Linked DNA regions of Hordeum vulgare: region 2 is linked to region 1. The links are chromatin contacts, called in public Hi-C maps. All regions are on one chromosome and are shown on one strand. The core of a region is the stretch at or near the end of the contact, and the rest is flanking DNA. Distances in the headings are between cores, read along the strand shown. Region 1 holds the start of LOC123402163 (syntaxin-22-like). Region 2 holds the start of LOC123401982 (protein MODIFYING WALL LIGNIN-1).

Region 1 (4,866 bases), core at 1,307-3,806:
TTCAAATCAGTTTCAGAAAACTGAAATATTGTACTGCACTTTCAGAATTGATATAGGTTCGGAATTGAGTGGAAGAAATCAGTGTACTGTATGTTTTGATATATGTTCATAATTTAGTGGCCAAATTTACTGAAACGTGGTACAAAAACAATGCTTGATATTTGATTAGGGACAGATATGGAAGCGTTGTTGCAAAACATATTCAGTAAATGATATGCATATTCATTAACAACAGTTGGCATTATCCATGACACATAACAATTGTGTACTTCTACTTGCAGGAGAAAATTCCAATTTCTTTACAGCGGTGTTTGAACACGATGGCATATTCTATGGGCTGGATGATAGAAGAAAATTTTGGGGAAGCACTCAAGAGGAGTATGACAATTGAGGCTGGTATTATCTTTTGTGTGGAGAAGATGGAGAAAAGAAAGATTTTGCATAATAAAGCAAATACGGTTTCTGGTCGTCCGTCGTGGCATTTTTGTGAAAACACCCTTTCGTTTCTTCTAAATCAACCCGCGGTCCTTTGCAGTCCTTTATTAAGTTGAAAAAAGTTTCACTTTTAAAGAATCACCCCTCCCTCCATGATGGGCTCGAGCACGGCGTACTCGCGGGAGCTTCGGGCGCAGGTCGTCGGCGGCTGGTGCCGGCGGTGTCGAGGCAGAAGGAAGTCGGTGCTCCGCCGCCCCTCCTCCTCCTCTTCCCTCCCTCTCCTCCCCTCCTCCTCCCGGCCGCCCCTCCTCCTCCTCCTCCCTTGGCTGATGCGAGAATGGGCCTGCGCGCTGCCCCTCCCCCTCCTCCACTCGCCGAGGATAGTGCGGTGGCTTCACTCCGGCCGCCCCTCCTCCTTACCTCCCTGATGCGAGAATGGATCAGGGAAAGTGCATCACCAACGCGGATGAACCAGTCATGGCTATGGCGCTGGGCAGACACAGGTACAGGCCACCCTCGGGGAAGAGGAACATAGCCTCGTGGGAGGTTAGATACATGGAGGTGAGCGGGAGATCCAGAGGGAGTTAGTGTGAAGGGAATGAGTTGCAGGGGTCAGCCGGCGATGGCAACGTTCGCCGGACAGGAGGCGAGGGTGCAGGCGTCTGGCTCGAGGGGGAGGTGCAGGAGGCGACATACAAGCGTCGGAGTTGTTGCAGTGCGGCTGGCTATGTATGGGCTCCTAGCTGGCGGCGAGCCTGCGCGTGCGAGTGCTGGCTGGGCCTGTGGCGGAGGCGCGGGAGGAGGTCTGGTGGTGCTGGTCGATTGTCGATGGCGTACAAGGATGGTGGATGGAGAAGTGCCACTGTGTGGTCGGTGGAGAAGATAAGAATTGAGCGGTGGAAAAATAATTCTTGATGGGATTGAGTGCAACATGTTGCACTGTTTTCTCTGCTGCTAGATGTCTTTTTTTTGTAGAGCTAGATGTCGATCTCTGCTAGCATACACTCAATGTTTAAGCCTACAATATTTTAATCTTAATTATGAATACATTAATAGTTATAGTACTTAAAAGATGTGTGCCTCAAATATTAGAAAGATTTGTTTAAAAAATATTGAAAAGAAATACTATTTATTTATGGAAAATATATTTGGGGCTCACCTCTCGACTAACTAATCATCAATATATTCCTCGAGTCTGGATGTTTTCATGCCGCTGATGAGAGAAAGGATGAAGCGTTGAGAAAATACGACAACAATGCATCATGCTTGAAATGGGTCTCGAGGAGTGGTTGCTTCATATTTTGCCGTGCATGCTAGCTAGGGAGAGAGAGAGAAGCATGTGGTCATGCCTACGCCGACCATGTCCTCGGTCCTTTCGTGCACCACCTCCATTCCCGTGGCTACTCGCCTTCGTCATATCATCTCACCCGCAACTTCACATGTCCTAATCCTTATCATGTTCGACCTCTAATGATAGTGTCAAGGGAAGTAGCCGTGTTAGTGTAGTTGGTGTGCTCCTACTGCTGGCGGTAGTACAACAACAAAAAAGTATCAAGCATTGTAAATTCATTACTCTCTAATGGGCCATTTTATCTTTGAAGTGGTCAAGTAATAAATACAAATTCATGATAAGACGAGGAAGAATATAACAGATTGAGAAATAAAACTCACTATTTCACCATGATAGATAAACTGTCGAATATCATGTAAACCCTGAATTTTTTTCATACATATCGCAACGCACGGGTTCTTTTGCTAAAACGTTAACTTTTATTGAAAAGATAATGAAATTCCCACGTTTAATCATGTTATCAATGTTTATTAAAATGGATATTAAAAACTGATGTACAATGAGACATGAAGTAGGTTATGTCTATTTTTTCGCCCGATCGCACGTGCATTTGTACTAGTAGAATATGAAGGAAGGCGGTTCTGAAAAAATAAATAATCCAACCGTGACGATAATTCCCGATGGCGATCGACTTTCGGCGTTCCGGCCGACCAGCTGGTCCTCCGGCCCCCCGCTGGACTAACCCAACTCACCCAAAGCGGTGCGAGTGCGACCGCCGGGTGTGCGGTTCGGTTGACGCCAAGCACTCCTCCCAAATCCCGGGCGTGGATCGAGCCCGCGACGCCTGTTCTGTTCGTGCCACCTCGTGCTGTCCTATCACCCCTCTCTCATCAATCAATTCGATCGCAACAACAGCCAATCCATGGAATAATAAAGAAACCGGGGCACCTCACTGCGTGCGTGGCCGGTGGCGACGGACGGCGACCCCTGCCCTTACCTACGCTCCGGCGAGTCCGGTCGACCGCCTCCGCCACCTTTCGCCGCGCGGCGTGACCGAGCGTACGGGCTCGACGGCGCGGGAGGGCGGGAGGGATCGGCGATGAGCTTCGCGGATCTGGAGTCCGGGGCGCTGCAGGCGCCCAGGAGGGGGAGGGGCGCCGACGCCACGCGCGCGCTCGTCTTCCAGATCACCACCGCGGTGTCCTCCTACCGCCGCCTCCTCAACTCGCTCGGCACGCCCAAGGACACGCCCACCCTCCGCGATCAGCTGTCCGTCCTCAACCCCCTCCCCCTCTCGTCTCGCTGAACTAATCTCATCATGTGCTAGTTATTTGAAGCAATTTTGCCCATTTCAAGTTAGGAGCACATGGCTTGTGCTCTAATTGGTACTAGGATCGAGGGGGGCTAATGCCTTCACGGCATGCTGGTGTCACTTTCTGAATTACTTTGCGCTACAACGATTTCCTCAGGCAGAAGACTAGTCATAAAGTCCTGCAGTTGGCCAAGGATGCGAAGGAGAAGCTGACAAGTACTGCGGAAGCAGACAAGAGCACTGGAACTAGTGTCAGTAATAATTCAACACCTTCCTACGATACAAATTGTATCCCCTTCTTTTAGATCAATAGCAATATTTCTGCCAGGATGAGGCAGTTTAAGCTCGGTTAAGATGAGTGTCAGCTGTTTGTCATGATGCTCATGAATTTGGGTGTCACCTACAGGCAGACAAGCGGGTAGCTGACATGAAGCTTGCCAAAGATTTTGCTGCGACGATGGAGGAATTCAGGAAACTTCAGAATCTTGCAATTCAGAGGGAGATGGCATATAAGCCGGTTGTTACCCAGAGTGCTCAGCCAAGGTATTAATGCTTGTCCACTCTAATATCAATTCATCCACAAGTTTTATCTCATGTGTTTCATTACACTTGAACACCCACATTTATATGTTAAATGAGTTGCACAGTTCAGAATCTTAAATTAATTGGAATTACCACAGTTGTCATCCATTCTTTGGAGGCTATAGTGATCTAAACGATCTTTATATTTCTGTACAGAGGGAGTACATTTTACACATACTCAGACACTCTGGGACTATGGTGACACAAGTGTTTAAACAACTGATAATATACAACCTTACCCTTTAATCCTGCAAGGAGACTAGTTCGAACCCAAGACCTCCAGGCCACAAGTGGAGAGACTATACCGCTGTGCCAGCCCGCCCTCCCATCATTATATCGTTCCTCTTCAATTATATTTATCATAAAAGCTTTTCTCTTAAACTTTATTTCCAAGTGCTATAATAGCCAATCCACTAAGTATATCTTGTGTCATCGTAGAACATAAGTATGTACTCAAAATTTTAATTTTATATATGTTTTGGAGAAATTATAAAGAAATTAGTCAAAGGGAATACTGCTATGAAGAAAATTGAAGTTGTGGTTAATTTCACATGGATGCTGCTTGCTACACATGTGATTGAAAGAGGAAGACCATGGTGCGCTGCAATTAGAAGAGAAAGAGAAATGTGCAACTGAGATTGGACGAGATGAAAAGGGAGAGGCTTGCATGCGGTGGTCAGATACCCAGTAGTAAAGCTCATGTATTTATTGCATAATCTTAAATTCATGACTATTCTCATAATTATTTCTAATAAGTATAATGCATAGAAACAAATTGGGGGCCCTAGATATTTGGGGGCTCTGTGCAGGCACACATCTCGCACAGGCTCCCTTTACTGATCTGTCACATTCAGATATTAGTGGGGTGCATCTAATTCTAACCAGTCGCTAGTATTTACGTACTTTGTCCCGTTAATGGAGAGAAGGGGAAGACTAAATTTGGAATAATTGGATCATTTCGATGATGTTTTGTCTGTGAATCATTCTGACCATATTGTACCACTCTAGAAAACTATAACTTGATTGTGGCAATTTTCATGGGAAATCATGCCTGATACTACACCCTTAGCAGGGATGCTGTCTGGCTTATATTGACATTTTTTTCTCTGACTGATGGATTTAGTTTCGTATGCATAATCAAACATTTATTGTTCATTCTTGACTTCCGGATTTAAGTAGAGCAACTCCTCTCCCTTTTGGTATATACAGAAAATGCTCGTTTAACTAGTATAAGATAGTCTTTTCC
Region 2 (4,428 bases), core at 1,554-4,053, 190 kb before region 1:
GTGTGCAGACCCTGCGGGTTCGAGAACTATACAGACATGACCTGAGACACTCTCCGGTCAATAACCAACAACGGGACCTGGATGTTCATATTAGCTCCTACATATTCTACGAAGATCTCTATCGGTTGAACATCTATGTCAAGGATTCATATAATTCCGTTGTCCTTTGGTATGTTACTTGCCCAAGATTCGATCATCGTTATCTCCATACCTAGTTCAATCTCGTTACTGGCAAGTCTCTTTACTTGTTCCGTAATACAAGATCCTGTGACTAACTCCTTAGTCACATTGCTTGCAAGGCTTGTTGTGATGTTGTATTACCGAGTGGGCCCCGATATACCTCTCCGTCACACGGAGTGACAAATCCCAATCTTGATCCATGCCAACCCAACAGACACCTTTGGAGATACCTGTAGAGCACCTTTATAGTCACCAGTTACGTTGCGACGTTTGATAACCCACAAGGTATTCCTCCGGTGTCCGGGAGTTGCATGATCTCATGGTCATAGGAACAGATACATTGACATGCAGAAAACAGTAGCAATAAACTGACACGATCATACGCTATGTTTATAGTTTGGGTCTTGTCCATCACATCAATCTCCTAATGATGTGATCCCGTTATCAAGTGACAACATTTGTCTATGGTTAGGAAATCTTAACCATCTTTGATCAACGAGCTAGTCAACTAGATGCTTACTAGAAAAAGTGTTTTGTCTATGTATCCACACATGTATTTGTGTTTCCAATCAATACAATTATAGCATGGATAATAAACGATTATCATGAATAAAAAATATAGTAATAACTAATTTATTATTAGCTCTAGGATAGATTTCGAACACACCGTCCCTCTTCCCTAGCTCGATCACGCCGGAGCGTCGCTGTGAGGCAGCGTTGTAGAGTAAGGTCGTGGAGCTTGCGCACCCACAGCTCAAAACTTTTTGGATCTTCGAAGCACGGAACCCGACTATCGCATTGAACGCGCTATCAATCAAATTGCAAAAAGAGACGGACAAGCCAATTCAAACAGACAAAGAACGCGTTGGTTTGGGTTTAGAGTTGTTGTTGGTGTTCAAAATGGCAGCAGAACACAAACCCGTGTAATTTCTGCTATTTTCTGTACGATCCTTGAGGATCTTTCCTTGTTACCAGCTCCGTAATGTCATTTACAATTTGCACGGCCATGTCAGTAAATGTGTCAGTAATTCTATGTACTGTGTCTGTGACTCTGTGTCCCTCCCATCCTATCCACCGGTAGTACTCCCGAGATCGCCTTTCTCTGCTTTGCCAGCCTACCAAGATGCCCCACCCGAGAGCAGAAAAGAGAAGAAGAAGATGGCTCCACTCGGCTTGGCCTTTCCGGGACGAACAGCGAAGCGTGCCAACGATCCCTTCACCGGTTGGCCCGCCCCACCCTCGTGTCCGGTCGATCATTGCTTGGATCGCCCGCCCGGCCGTTCCGCGCCCGCGCCTGTTGCCGCGTCGACACGGATGGTAGTTGTGCAGGCGGCGTCTCCTCTGGCGCACGACGTCGTGCTCGAGCCTGCCGCCGCGGATTTGGTGGCGAAGGTGAGGCCGAGGATGAGGAGCGCCGTGACGACGACCAGCGCGGCGGCGCCGCCGAACACGCCGTTCCTGGCGACGTAGCAGTCGCCGTCCATCCACCCCCGGCCGTACCGCTGCCCGCTGTTCATGCTCGCCGCGGTCGCCAGCAGGATCACGGCCAGCGCGAAGCACACCCTGCACGCACGCACGCACGCCACCCTCTCGTCAGCGAATTTGTTCGGCCTCGGCCACACATAATTCTAGCGTGGTGCTTTCGCGCGTATTTATGTCGCCACCATGGTCATGTTATACCGTATAAGTGCGCGTACCATGAGAGGGCCAGGAGTGCGACGGGCGCGACGCGGCCTCCGCCGGCGACTGACTTGTTGGGCTTGGAGCTGGAGGCGCACATGGAGGTCGCCGCCGCGGTGGTGCCGACGAGCTGCGCGACGGAGAGGAAGGCGATGGCCGCGACGCCCAATTCGAAGGCGGAGCTCTTGGGCAAGGAGCAGAGGCTGCCGTCGAGCTTCAAGTCCTTCTCCTGATCGAGCAACCGAATCAGATCCGATCTCGCCAATTGCAACACGACGAGCGCAACAAAGAGAGCAGGAGCAGGAGGCTGACCTTGACTCTGTGGAACTCGGCGGCGAGGGAGCATGAGAAGGCGGTGGCACAGAGCAGGACGACGATGCCGCAGACCGCGGCCCGGCAGGACATCCCTCTGACCCCCTTCTCCATCACCACGGGACGAGCTCGAGCTCGAGCTGAAACCCGAACTGCTACCTCGCTGTCCCTTGCGGGAATTCAGACACAATGATTCGCTACATATATACTGGCGAATTATGCGACCAACGACCAATCAGACACGGTTGGTGGCGGCGGGAGACGATGGAAGCAGAGGCGGAGGTGGGAGACCGGGGGCTAAACAAACCGTTGAAAACCGCATGGATTCGTCCACCCGTATGGACCGCTGCCTACTAGGTAAAGCTTTGTGGCCGCGTGCTGGCTAGGAAGGGGACGACGACGATGACGGAATTGGCAGGAGAGGAGGCTCCGGCCCCATCTTGATGGGCGGACGAACTCACCCGGCGGCGAACGGCTTGGTCAAAGCCGGATAAGGCGGTTGCTTGCTTGCTTGGGGGAGGTGAGAGCTAGGAAAGCCGAAGCCTGCACGGAACGAATCATACACACACACACACGCACGCACCGTAGTAGTGGCTTGTCCTAATCGCCCTACGCCCACAGCCAACTTGCGGTTGTTTACATGCATGCATGCTAACCAGTCGTGTCGTGGTCACGCCACCCAAATGGCCGGGTAAAATACGAGCTGCTTATTATGACCGGTGCTTGTGCGTGCGAAGGATCCAAAAGGCGAAAGGTGGAAATCTAGAGAAAGGCCCCCGGGACAGGAGGACGGGGTCCAGAGGAATCCTCTTCCTTCGGTGTCGTGCCGCGCGACTATCGACTCCGCTGCTCTGCCTTCGCGTTCGCAGCGAGGCAGCCCGCGGCGACGGGGACGCCGAGTGGCGGGCGCAGCAGGGGAAGGATCTTTTCCCGGTGACGCAGGTTGGACGATTATTCTCTTGGGGTCCCGTGCCGACTGACGCGGCCGAGGAGGAAGGTAGCAAGCCACCGCGGTGGTAAATTTGGGGTTTTGATCTTTTTAGCCGGGCCTGACCCGGTTTATAAACATTTCGGTATATAACAATAGGGTATAACTCCCTACAGTAAAGAATCTTGACGATAGAAAACTTGTTCATGTCAGCGCAGTACATTTCTACCATCAAATAAATTAACGATAACATGTGCAACGTTATCGTTCAACTGTCTGACGGTAGGTGCATACATACACTAGGTTTGATACTATTTTTTTTTCATGGTAAGACATGCATTCCTACCGCCATCGACCCCGACGGTAGGTGATGACCCCGACGGTAGGTGATGGGGTCACATACTAAAGATAGGGTCATACTAAAGGTAGGGTCATGGACCTGACATCTAGGGTCCGTCTACGACCCCAAACCGTCATTGAGAGGCCTCCGGACCATAGGCGCATCCGAACATCCACTCTCAGATGTCCACTCGGATACGGTCTATTCACTTAGACATGATTCCTTCATTCGGATGTGGAACCACCAATCGGCCTCGTTCACCGCACTCGGACGTGGAAGGTGAAGAGACGATGTGGGAGATGCAGCGTTCGAGAGACTTAATGTTGAGCTTCAAGTGTAGTTGTAGATACTGCTACCAGTAACAATTGTTTTTATACTCCTTCATTTCTTTTGTAACGGCTCACTGGGAACAGTTCACTCTATATAAGTCTTCCCTTACTCCTTGTCAAGGGTTCAACATCCATTGTAATAACATACTCTAAGAGAAAACACAAGCTTCCAAGCACGAGACGTACGGCTATTACCTCTTTGAGAGGGGTCTGAACAAACTAAAACCGAGTGATACACTTGTGTCGTAGCAAGGCTCCGCCCCTTGTTTGTACCCCTAGTACTCATTATCAGGTTCATTGCCTCGACGATTGGCGCCCATCGTGGGGTTGCACGTCTAGCAAATATCCGATGCATGTGGAATTTTCGTCATCACCTTGATCCTTGGCGGTGAGATCCGATTTGGAGCTCTTAGCTTCATCGCCAATAATTCAGCATGGCTTCACGAAGTTGCGCTCGACGTGGAGTCGCCGCGTGTGTGCGACACGGCGCATTTCCGTGCATCGTCCTACGAAGTCCTTCTTCATCAGCCCTCGGTTCCGTATCGGTTGGCTCCCCTCCTACCCGCTGGCCATCGTTGCAAGTGTTGTGGGCGCTTGCAGCCCCAGCGCTAGGTCAAGCATGCGATGGCCCTCCAGGTCGCGGCTCGGCAGGTGTTTAC

The links. Hi-C and Micro-C count contacts between places; a contact is called where the count stands out from the background.
Region 2: a Hi-C map of seedling shows a contact between it and region 1, with 2.4 times the contacts expected there. The contact joins the promoter of LOC123401982 here to the promoter of LOC123402163 in region 1. A contact is called at or near these places in 2 of 6 Hi-C or Micro-C datasets (leaf and seedling) and 1 of 1 datasets of contacts at active chromatin or transcription factors (embryo).

Annotation. Positions count from the first base shown.
Region 1 is chr6H:461,941,132-461,945,997 of MorexV3_pseudomolecules_assembly, reverse strand. It overlaps LOC123402163 (syntaxin-22-like), which reads left to right and starts at 2,556. Exons shown (of 7, transcript XM_045096042.1): 1 at 2,556-2,995; 2 at 3,196-3,289; 3 at 3,445-3,581. The coding sequence starts at 2,826.
Region 2 is chr6H:462,132,316-462,136,743 of MorexV3_pseudomolecules_assembly, reverse strand. LOC123401982 (protein MODIFYING WALL LIGNIN-1) reads right to left here and starts at 2,803. Exons shown (of 3, transcript XM_045095846.1): 1 at 2,173-2,803; 2 at 1,878-2,089; 3 at 1,108-1,743. The coding sequence starts at 2,286. The coding sequence ends at 1,434.